Linked DNA regions of Sus scrofa: region 1 is linked to region 2. Evidence: chromatin contacts called from public Hi-C data. All regions are on one chromosome and are shown on one strand. Each heading gives the region's core, a stretch centred on a gene start, on an enhancer-like site or on the middle of the called end of the contact. The rest is flanking DNA. Distances are from core to core; before and after follow the strand shown.

Evidence for each region. A called contact is a pair of places that touch in the nucleus more often than the background predicts.
Region 1: a Hi-C map of omental adipose tissue shows a contact between it and region 2, with 2.1 times the contacts expected there. The contact joins two enhancer-like sites. A contact is called at or near these places in 1 of 5 promoter capture datasets (liver), 22 of 47 Hi-C or Micro-C datasets (alveolar macrophages, brain, embryonic fibroblasts and 12 more) and 1 of 2 datasets of contacts at active chromatin or transcription factors (skeletal muscle).

Annotation. Positions count from the first base shown.
Region 1 is chr5:3,948,554-3,954,414 of Sscrofa11.1, forward strand. No RefSeq gene overlaps it. Among named protein-coding and RNA genes, the nearest start is that of FBLN1, 24 kb to the left of the region's middle. Within about 2 kb of position 1,503, at least 19 of the 83 cell types and tissues checked have an H3K27ac peak or open chromatin away from gene starts, as enhancers often do. A contact at or near this core is called in omental adipose tissue and retroperitoneal adipose tissue, where this site is marked.
Region 2 is chr5:3,876,230-3,882,216 of Sscrofa11.1, forward strand. FBLN1 (fibulin-1) reads right to left here. Exons shown (of 17, transcript XM_003125955.6): 14 at 4,834-4,957. Among named protein-coding and RNA genes, the nearest start is that of FBLN1, 48 kb to the right of the region's middle. Within about 2 kb of position 1,387, at least 22 of the 83 cell types and tissues checked have an H3K27ac peak or open chromatin away from gene starts, as enhancers often do. A contact at or near this core is called in omental adipose tissue and retroperitoneal adipose tissue, where this site is marked.

The DNA.
Region 1 (5,861 bases), core at 253-2,752, 72 kb after region 2:
AAATCCTCAGGAGTGGAGTTCCCACCATGGCGCAGCGGAAACGAATCCAACAAGGAACCATGAGGTTGTGGGTTTGATCCCTGTCCTTGCTCAGTGGGTTAAGGATCCGGCGTTGCTGTGGCTGTGGTGTAGGTTAGCAGCAACAGCTCCGACTGAACCCCTAGCCTGGGAACCTCCATATGCTATGGGTGTGGCCCTAAAAAGACACAAATAAAAAAAAAAAACCACAGGAGTTCCCTGGTGGCTCAGCTGGTTAAGGATCCAGTGTTGTCACCGCTGTGGCACAGGTCTGACCCCTGGCCTAGGAACTTCCACATGGCATGGGCGCATCAAATACATATATACATACATACATATATAAAATAAAAATAAATAAAATCCGCAGAACTTCAGAAGTCGGCATCTGCTGACGTGTGTGTCCTCCAGCCCCCAGCTGAGCGTCATGTTCAACACAGAACTTAGAGTCAAATAAACCTGGATTCAGATCTCAGGGTCCCCCTGTGGCGGGGGCTTGACCCCCTAGGGCTTGGCCGTCTCCTCCAGCACATGGTGCGATGACAGCAGCTCCACAGCACAGCGTAGACGGGAGCCCAGCATGAACGAACACCTCGAGGGCAACTAGCATGGTGCCTGGCACAGAGCAGACGCCCCAGAAATGCCAGCCACGCGCTGTCCATCCCACCTGGGGAAACCTGCATGGAACATTTTCCACGACAACCAGAAAACGTTAGAAGCTTGCAGTGTGGCCAGGTTTATTTAAATCAGCTAGCGGCAGGAAAAGTTGATTCAGGAATGTGAGTGTTTGATGATCTCCCCAGGTGGGAGGGAAAAATATTAAATGACAAAAACAAACTGAGAAACATTCTTGAGGGAAAGAGAGAAAGAGGGAGAGAGAGAGAGAGAGTCCTGTTCATAGCGCTGCCTAAATATAGCAGCGCGTATTTTTGTCGATGGCAAAAAGGGTGCCCAACCTGCAGAAGAAAATCCTGCTGCTTCCCAGATTTTCCGACTAGCTCTTTCTTGAATCAAAGTGGCCAGGCACGTCTGGACGCCTCCAGCCGAGGGAGTGTCAGCCTGTGAACCTTTGTGCTGGGCGCCGTCCAGGGCAGAGGGACAAAGCCCAACAATTTTCCAGCCCTTCCCAGAAAACCCAGTGCAGCAGCCCAACGGCAAGACCGCGGTCTTCCCACCTCCAAGGGCCTTTTTTTCCGTCTGCATCTTAAAAAAGAAAAGATGAACACGGCTCCACAAAGGGCCCTCAGAGGCAGAATTTGGTCCAAGAGCTTCACAAACAAACGGGAGGCCCTGAGCGCCCCCAAGCCCCTAATTGGGAACAGGTTAGCGGAGGCGTCCGCAGGGAGTTGCCATGTGGTCTCCGACAGCGGCCTTCCCCACCGAATTCTTTCGCTTTGATTTCGACATAAGCCACAACAACACCATGCAGAACCAATTATGCCCGGCTCCGCAGAGGAGGCTGCGACTCCAGTCGGGGTGGCTGGAAGTGGCCGCCCTGGGCCAGCCTCCTCTGCGGGGGGCCACCCCCCTCTCTGCCCTGTGACCCTCCTGTGCCCAGAGCCCAGCCTGCCCTCCCAAAGGAAAACCACACAGCATTTATCATGAGCGCGATGAAACGCTGGAGCCTTCTGTGGGTGGCCGACAAAGTGTTGACCACAGAGCTGACCACTGGTAGGGAGCAGCTGTGGCATCAACGTTTTGGAAAGAGCGGTGGGGGGTCCATTTGTATTGAATGAGTGGATAATTTGGGACTTCCCTCAGGGAAAGCAATCAACAGCTGGACAAAGACCTTCGGGGCGGAATCCGAAAGAGGTGCTTCATAGGGAGGGTGGGGGTTGGATTGGGGGGGAGCTGCTGGGTGGTGGAGGCTGTTTGGCATCTGATTGAATAATGCACCTGTGGAGTTCCCTGGTGGCTCAGTGGGTTAAGGATCTGGCGTTGTCACCGCTGTGGCGTGAGTTTGCTCTCTGGCCTGGGAACTCCCACATGTTGTGAAATGAGTAAATAAACTGCACCCATGACCTCTTTCAGCAAACATCTAAGAATGTCAACGTTGAGTTCAAATCTTGGTTCCACCATTGACCGACTGTGTGACCTCGGGCCAGCCACTTAGCTGACCTGGGCCTTGATTTCTCACCCACCAATGGGTATGATCACTGTGGGCAGCCCACAGGCTGTTGTCACGATTGCACGAGACAATGCAAACAAAATGCTTAGTGCATAGCTAGGATGCAGCAAGTATTAGCTGTTCCTACAGTCCTGCAAGTGGGGTCACCACGGTGAAAAACCCACACTGAGCTCATCAGCTTTGCCCTTTGGGTGTCCCGGAGCAGACCGGGGGCGGGGGGAGCCAGTTTATGGAAACGGAGCTATGCATTCACCTAGCAAATATTTAGTTCCGAGCCGCCTTCTAAGAACGAAGCAAAAGGAAGCAAAGGCATATAAGTCCGTTACTCGTCAGAGCCCCTTGAGGCTGCAAGAGGTGGGCCTCTCGGCACTGCAGGGATGCTGGCCCGGGCCCAAGCAGCCAGCTCCAGGTGAGGGGTGGCGGGGCCCAGGGGCGTCTCTGTCCCCCTTCAGGATTCCCAAGTGCAAAGCCCAAGCGAAAGGCTGCCAGGAATGGAAAGCGGCGGGGGTGGGAGAGCTTGTAGCCTGGCTTATCAGTCTAGTGCCTGGCACTGCCCCACCACTGTCCTGCTCACGCTGGGTCGGCTTCCCCTGACCATAGGCCTCGCTCCATTCTTTTGGCCTTTTTTAAGGCTCAAGGTTTTCTCAAGCTGGCCCTGCCCCTCTCTGGTCCCTCCTTCTGGAAATATTCCTTTGAGTCATTACTAACTACCCATCCTCCACCATCCTGTTACAGGGGCCAGGATCCTGCCACCAGACCATCAGTTCTATCATCCAGGATGTGATGGGCTGGAAGAAGGGGCAGAGTCTTCCCCCAGGGTGTCCTGGTCTCAGGGCGGGTCCTAGAAGGTCCCTTCTCATATTAAATCCAAGGTACAAATTGTTGTTATTTACTTTTTTCTTGGAAGGTGGAGTTAAGTGGAGAAACACGGATTCATGTTCCAGTTCAGTTCTCCGAAAGGTCCTCGGCCAAGGTGGATCTAGCTGGGTCTTTCTTTTTTCTTTTTTTTTTTTTTTTTTTGTCTTTTTGCATTTTCTAGGGCCGCTCCCGCGGCATATGGAGGTTCCCAGGCTAGGGGTAGAATCAGGAGCTGTAGCCATCTGCCTATACCACAGCCACAGCAATGCTGGATCCAAGCCGCATCTGCGACCTACATCACGGCTTCACAGCAACGCCGGATCCTTTAACCCACTGAGCAAGGCCAGGGACCGAACCCGCAACCTCATGGTTCCTAGTCGGATTTCTTAACCACTGTGCCACAACAGGAACTCCTGGGTCTTTCTTTTTCTTTCTTTCTTTCTTTCTTTTTTTTTTTTTCACAGCTGCACCTGCAGCATAAGGAAGTTCCTGGGCTAGGGGTTGATTCGGAGCTGCAGCTGTTGATTGCAGCCACAGCCCCAGCAATACCAGATCTGAGCCATATCTGTGACCTATACCACAGCTTGGGCAACACGGGGTCCTTAAGTCACTGAGCGAGGCCGGGGATGGAACCCGCATCCTCATAGATCTAGTTGGGTTCTTAACCTGCTAAGCTACAGGGGGAACTCCAATCTGGGTTCTTCCAAAGATCGGTCCGGCTGGAAGAGTAGGGAGTGGGCTGCAGAGGTGTGCAAGAGGAGGCTACTGCGATGGTTCAGACTCCAGAGGAGGACCCCAAACCGGGTGGGGGCCAGGGGAAGAGGGGAGCAAAGCGGAGAGGAGAGGGCCAGCTCTTGATTGATGTGGGGGCCGCATGGGCAGTGGAGGGGAAAATCAGGACCGATTCCCAGAGGTCCTGCCGGGACGAGGTGGCGCCTTTCATCCATGTGGAATTCAGAGAGAGCGAAGTAGGTTTGGTGGACGTGCTGAGTTGGAGAGGCCTGGGGACATCCAGGTGGGGAACCTAGGGGTGGACGAGGAAGGCCGGAGGTGGGGGCTGCAGGGGCGATTGGGGCTGTGGGGTATTTCCTACCGCCTGGTGCCGCCTCCCCCAGGACGCTTCGCCCCGGTCCTTGTGCAGCCTGGACAGAGGAGAAGGCAGGAGACCTGAGTGTTGCAACATCCCGAGGTGATTTATGGGGGCTATGTCCTGTGTGTTTGTTTCTCAGCACTGCCTTCCAAGTGGGAACCTAAAACCCCACATTCTGATCCGAAGTGTAATTTCCAGTCATTTCCACCGACGACATTTGGTTCTTATTATCAAAAGATACTCACCCAGATGTAGCATTAAAATCTTGGCTTCAGCGGATAAAGAAAACAAGATTATCTCAAGTATTGCAGCAACTCTCAGACATTTATGATTCCAAGAAATGGCTGTTGGATCACTGCTCAGGAGATCCATTTTCCAGTGTGTTTCTGGGTGGAAGAGAGCCAGTCACTTAGTAAATTTCACGCTGTTCATCTGAACTTTCCATTGGGAAGATCCGAGGGCCTTAGATGGCGAATTCCTTAGGGATAAAGGTGGAGGCATTCCCTCCCCCCACCCCGGCATCCCCAACCCCTCACACAGGCAGGCACCCAGAAGTGCTCAACCAGGGTTTGTTGACTGAAAAACAGCCCGATACTGTTCGGTCGGGACATGCAAGGTTTTCTCATTTGACGTTTCCTTCCAAAGGTTCCGAGGGCTTGAATTACAGGGAAAGGCAGCTTCTGTCAGTCAGACATGGAAAAACGTTTATGCCGAAGTGATGTTTTGAACTTTAATAGAGAACTTTATCTTTCCTGCATCCAATTCTGTATTAGTGGTTTGAGGTCCCTTCAAATACCAGTCTGGGGTATGGCGTCCCCCATTCATGAGTCCTGACATCCTCAAAGTGACCTTTTTACACACACTCAGGCATCGCTGATGCTTCCAAAGCACGTCTCATGTGCCAAACGCTTGAACAAATCATCCCGTTTCATTCCACAATGATTCTGAGCAATGATGCTTATCATTCTCATTTTACAGATGTGATACCTCTGCCTTGGGAAACACAGGCGGCCCTTCCAAGGGCGCATGGCTGGCGACAGGCAGGGCTGATGTCTGAGCCCAAGGAACGTGACCCCACGGCCCAGCTCCCCACTGTTTCCGGGGCTTCCGGGCAGGGCTGAGTGGGATGGGACTTCATGTACATTCACCTGCTTACCCCTCTTGGCAACCCCAGGAGAGGGGCTGGTGTTTGGATCCCATTTTACAGCTGGGGAAACTGAGCCTCACAGAGGTGAAGCCACGGGATGTGATGGAGGCCGATCCTGGGTCCAAGGAAGTTCACTCGCCACTCTGTCTTCCCACCAGCGCGGGACTCTGCGCCTCCCTCTGCATCGCCTGAGGACCTCACAGGCTCCATCAGATAGCCGGTCCTTGTCAGGTCCCTAGGGGCACCGAGGTGCAGAGGGGACAGCTTCAGCGCAGGCAACCTCCAGGACCACGGGGCCTCCATGCAGTCGTGGTCGTGCCAAGCCTGGCTCGGGAGGCAGAGAGAAGGACCATGAGCAGCCAATTCTGAGAGAAGCCAGCCTGGGTGCCAGTTCCCACGCCCTCCTTTGGACATCTCCCACCTGTGCGTCCTGTGCGCATGGCAGCAGGAACAGAATCGAGACTGAATCCAGTCCTGTCCCTCCTCCAAGGCTTGCGCTTAGCGGGTCTGAGTTAAGGTCAGGGACACCTCTCTGCTTCCCCATGGGGGGCCTCAGTGACCAGCCAGCCCCTGCCCCATCCCCACGGCCCAGCAGGCAGTTTGCACGTTGCAGCCCAGGAGAG
Region 2 (5,987 bases), core at 137-2,636:
CGTGCTGGGTACATCGGGGCTTCTCCTCTGCCAAGCTGCCCTCACCGTCCTTATTCTACTGACCGGAAGACCGAAGCTCGGTGAGGACACGGGACTTCCCCAGGACCTCACAGTCTGTGCTAACTGGCAGAGGCAAGGTCAGCTTGTCTCACTCCAAAGACTGTACACACACACACACACCCACACACGCGCACACCCACACACGCACGCACCCCCCACACACACCCCGCTCCAGCTGCTTCAGGAAGGGCCTGGGGGTCTGGCCAGCAGGTGGCGCTAGAGTCCCCTTCATGTGCCTTCGGTTTTCCCCCATCTCCCACGTGCAAGGCCAGGGGTTGGCTATTGCCAGGGGACGAACCCCGCGTGCGCATGCGTGGAAGGCAGGGGGCGTGAGCGGTGTGCGAGGTTCTGGTACAGCCCCCGCGGCCATCGCACACCCGAGAGCGGGCCACGTCTTCCTCTTCGATGAGCTCCCTGCCCCCAAACCCACAGAGTCGTTAACTGGAGCCCCCCAAAGCCTTTCCTCACTCTGGGCATTTCTGGGCCTGGCTCCTTCGGGACACTCACGTCCCCAGGGCAGGAGCGTGGCTCTTTGGCTTTTTCTCCCAGCAGCAGCACCAGCTGGACGCCTACCATGTGCTTTCTTCATGTGCACAAACCAGCATGGCCCCGTCCCGGCTCCGACCGGCCTATCCTGCTCCACCCCTACTTGCTGAAACAGCCCAGAGAGCAAACCAACCGCAGCCGGGAGGCTGGCTGTCCGGCTGGGGATGGCACGGAAGTCTCGGTGCCCGGGGGTCTGGGCCGGGGAGGGGCTGCCGCGGCTGCATTTCCTCCAGAGCAGGGGAGCCCTGGGCCCCTGGGACCCGACACCTCGGTTTCCATCTCAACTCACGTGACACAACAACACGCCCCAATGTTTCAGTTCAACAAATTTGATCAGGACACCCCAAGTTCCATGAAAACGCATCTGCTGCAAGGCGCCCCACACCAGAGGCAAACAGGGTCCTCCGGCGGGGTCCCTTCTCCTGGGAGGCACAGCGTTCCGGCCGCCCCCAGGCCGTCTGCTGGCAGTTCCCCGACTTTCGTGCTCCCGTCATCCTGGCCGCTCTTCTGGACACAAGCCCCAGGAACCGGCCAGGGCAGGGCTCCACCCGCTCTGTCCACCAGCATCACACCCTGGGGCCGGGAGCCGCGCCAAGCAAGGCCGCTCAGCCCGGCTCTGCCTTCCCAGACCACTGGTGGGGTGAGGAGGATGTTTTTGGCCCCGTCTCCGCTCCAGGACCCGGCACATTCCTCCGGTGGGTCGGAGGGAATTGTGTGGTCAGCATCTTAACAGCCCGGCCGGTCCGTGAGGCCCAGGCCTGTGGTTTGCGGCCCAGCCTGCTGGGTCATGCTCCAGTTACCACCCTCGGCCACCTGGGAGACTGGCCAGAAAGCGGCTGCGAGCAGAGAGAGAGGACTGGCCGGAGAGGGACAGGGACAGGGACAGAGACAGAGACCCTCAAATCCTGCCTGTCAAGGCTTCCTGCGTGTTAACCACTGAAGGGCTGGCCGCTCGTTTCTTTCTCAAACAGCTCTGTTTTTTTCTTTTTCTCTTTTCAGGGCCGCACCCGCGGCATATGGAGGTTCCCAGGCTGGGAGTCGAATCTAGCTACAGCTGCTGGTCTACACCACAGCCACAGCAATGCCTGATCCAAGGCATGTCAATGACCTACCCCACAGCTCACGGCAACGCCGGATCCTTAACCCACGGAGCGAGGCCAGGGATCGAACTTGCATCCTCATGGATACAGATCAAGTTCATTAGAGCTGAGCCACAAGGGGAACTCCTCTAATACAGCTCTTTTAAATTTTGCAAATTGTTTTCTAAAGGTCAGGTAATAGATTCCTTATAAGGATGTTTGCCGAGAAGGAAAAGGCCCATAAAAGAGAAAACTCCAGGCTGAGTTGTCCGCAGCGCTGAGGGAAGGTTGGCCTCTGCTCACCTGGAGCTTGGCCTGCGTCCTGCCCACATCAGTGCCTTGTCCCCATGTCACACTAGGCTAGGGGTGCTCCTGTGGTCCCAGAGTAACTCTCCTGAATGGAAATGGGGCAGCCAGGACAAGACCCCCTGAGGCCCCTCAGCCTGGGAGTCCAGGCCCTGCCCCCACTTCCTGTGCCGGACGCTGGGCTCCTGGCTGCTCTGATTCCTCAGCAGTGTCAGCAAAGGAGAAATTGTAACCAAGCCCTGCACTGTGCGCAACAGGAATGGGCCCTGGACCACACAGCCCCTGGGGAGCCCGTGTCTTGTCTTCCCTTGGGAAGGCTGAGCAGCCCTAGCCTTGGCCGGTCCCAGTCAGCCCACAGGGCACATAGTCAGCAGCAGAGCCGGAGCTGCGGAGCTGCTCTGAGGAAGCTCTGTATTCTGAGAACGAGGCGGCCAATTCTCAGCCTCCTCGCCACCACTGTTCCCTAAGCACGGATGCCGGCTCGGGGCTGGGCACCTGGAGCTCGTTACCGCTAATCCTTGTTAATCCCCAAGGCAGTGACCAGCGGGGGCTGCCAGAGCCGTGTTACCGAGACAGAAGGGGCCCTGGGTGGCCAAGACCCAAGGTCACGGCACCGAGGAGCAGGACTGTCAGGTCCTGACACGGGGGCCACCGCCCACCTTCCCGCCGTCCATAACAACTGGCAGTCAATACACCTTGGGGCGCCTCCCCACACTCCCAGGGCTGAACCCAGCAAGCGGTGTGGCAGTTGGCTCTGCCACAATCACAGGTCGTCCCACAGGAACCCAGGGGGGCAATACCAGCACCCCCTTTACAGCAAGAAGTTCACAGGATCTATTCCCAGTCAAGGTCAAGGGGCCTGGAATGGACTAGGCTGGGAAGCAAACCTAAGTGAGCCCGACACCCAAGCCAGATCGTTCCAGAAGGAAACAGCATCTCCACTAGGCTTGGGAATAGCCACAGGGGACCCTCACACCCTCCCCAGCTCCACTTGCTTCCCGGCCTCTGCTCCGGTGCCAGGTGGTGCTGGCGAGCAGAATGTGTGTCACCGGGGCAACGGTCTTCCCTGGGGGGCTGCCTGGAGCCTCCTCCTCCCCGCTCCTCTTCACTGTGGGTGGGGGCCCGCTTCCTGCCCTTAATACAGAGACTGCTGGAGCCCCCACTTTATCCGCCCCCAGAGGACAGGCTGACACATCCCCGGGATGGGACAGACCAGGCCCTGGGGCATCACCCGCTCTGTCAGCAGAACGCGGTTCTGCTTCCTTGCTGGGAACCCTCCTGTTCCCCCTTAACGCATGTCCACACCCCACTCCAAGCCCACCTCCGCTGCCTCCCTCTCTGTCTGACTCCTCTTCCCTCCTCATTCAAGCATCACCACCTCCGGGCATCCCTGCCTTGTGCCTCCAGCCGGGCAGGGCCCTCCTCTCAGCGTCCCTGCACTCTGCAGCCACTGTGGTTCCTGCCTACGCTCCTCCTGGGTGCAGAGCAGGAGTTGGGGGTCTTTGCGGGCCCACTGTCTGTCCGGATGCCCGCACGTAGTGGGCTCGAGATGAACCATCTCCCCAGATGAGTAAAGGACTTTCCCTGGCACCAGCGGGGGCTGGCGAGGTGGGGCGGGTGCAGCCAAGGATTCCACAACTTGCATCCGGCCGATTTCGGCTTCAACCTCAGCGCCAGCCTGCCAGCCCCCACCCCGGCTTAGGAGGAGGGAGGACCCCCTCCCCTGTGGCTTTCGTGGCTGTGTGTGAGTTAGAGGCCAAGAGCAAACAGCCCATCTTCAGGAAACCTCAAGCCCAGACACAGGCAAGGGCCTGGGAGTGTGGGAATCTGGACAGACAGCCACACAGCCTCAAACGGAGGACACAGATCTCTCTTCACGGCTCTGGGGGCACCAGCCCTGCCCACCAAGCTGCTGCTGGGCCCACGGGCTCCTGGGAATGCTGTGCCCTTGCACGCCCAGTTCTGGGGCAGCTTCCCCTAACCAGCTAGAAGGCAGCTGGGGAACCAGAGGGGACCGGGGGGGGGGCAGATGAGCACCCCAATGTCGGGAAGGACAGCAAGCCCCTGAGCGGCTCCCGCTCTGGCAATCCACCAGGACAGCCAGAACTGTGGACGTGAGCAAGTGGACGCCGGGGCCTGGCACTGACCCTCTGGTGGGAGGAGCAGGAGCAGGCTCAGGAGGCGAGTCACCCAGGCAGCCTGGCGGTGGCTTTGAGCACTTCCTGGGACACATGTCTGTGCTCCTGACATTGGCTCCCACCGCAGGGCTTTTCCTGAAACACCTGCCAGGGGCACTAATACGATAAGAGGTGGGGTCGTGTGTGGCAAGACAGAGGGTCCTCACTTGAGGAACGGGGTTCCTGGACACCCCAGCAGACACCCCGGGGGCCTGAGAGGGGCAGGCTCACAATGACATGTGGACGCACAGTGACAAGCTGAGGACACAGCACCTCCCGAGCTGTCCGCGCAGTCACTGGGCTGAATGGAATCTGGCTTCCCCCCCCCCGTTTCATCTACAACGGCACCCCAGCAAGTCACAGCAGCTCGCCCACAGTCATGGCCACCTTCACCCGACCCAGAGCACGCGCTGACACCTGCGGCTCACAGATGCGGAAACTGAGGCCCAGACCCTGGCCCGAGGTTTCCCCCGGCAGAGCGAGAGGTCACGACCTTGGCTTCCTGGGACCCGTCTCACTGGCAGGTGGGGGCCTGAGAACCAGGGCTCCTGGAGTTTCCCAGGAGCCACGTGGGAGGGCACAGCTCATTAACTCCTGGCCCGGGCGGGGAGCCGGGCCCCGGCAAGGCCGACCCAGACAGACGATCGCGGGGCCCAGGGACTTACGTGTCTGCGGAGCGGCGGTAGTTCTCAGGACACTCGAAGGCCAGGCAGCGGAAGCTGCCCTGGATGTTGAAGCAGGTCTCGTTGATGGAGCAGTTGTGGATGCCGGTCACACACTCGTCGATGTCTGCGGGAGACCCCGAAGCAGCACCGTGAAGGCCAAGGCCCCCCCGGCCACCCCTGTCCACGGCTGGGGGTGCCCGGACCTCCCGCCAACCAGGGTCGGGGGAGGTCAGCCCATCCTTGCCGTCTGCTGGCTGCTCTTTCATTTATAAGTGACTTAGATTTAAATCTAAATGGCTGTTAGTCACAGTTCCCGGGGCGAGCGTGATGACGGTGACATCAAACGCTCTCTGATGGCCCTGGTTTTGCAGGAATAACGCACTTGATTCTCACAACAAGTCGATGAGGCAAGGGCTGTGCTTATCCTCGTTTTAGGGACGAGCACACAGAGGTTAAGCGACTGGCCCAAGGTCACATATTTTGTAAGTGGCAGAGGTGAACTCGGAACCCAGGCAGCCAGCGCCTCTCTGAGGCTCAGAGGTGCCCTTGTAACGTCCCGGGAGGAACGAGCAGAAGCTACCAGCCCCGCTTTACAGACGAAGAGACTGAGATTTAACGGGTCCTATGTCACACCCAGTGTCCAGGGCTGGTCACTATCTGGGCCTGGGGGACTGTCACAAGGTGACCTTGGCCATGGGGAGCCGTCCCCCTTCCCACAACTGTCCAGAGCAGCCAAAGGGTGGGTTCAGGGGATGTCACCGCGCCAGAGGCATCTGTTAAGAGATGCCAAATCCTGATTGTCGGTGGCAAAAACAGCCCTGCCCAACCTCAAAGGCTGAGGCTCAGGAATGTGTTTTTGCCGCGTCTGGCAGGACCCCAGGCTGCGGTGAGGGCGCCTGGCCAGGATCAGGAAGTCAGCTGCTCTTTCAGAAACGCGAAAACAAAGCAACTTCCACCCAGAGTCCTGGACGGGCTGAGCAGGTCCCTCCCAGGAAGGCCCGCAGCTCCCTCCCCGCCTTTGATCGAAGTCCTCAAACCTTCTGACCAGGAATGACACCTGCAGAGCCCGGGGCCCCCAGCCGCAGAGGGGGTCATCAGGAAGCGGCTGGACAGACCTGACCTCTGATTCAGCCTCTGTGGCCGCTCCCGGCAGG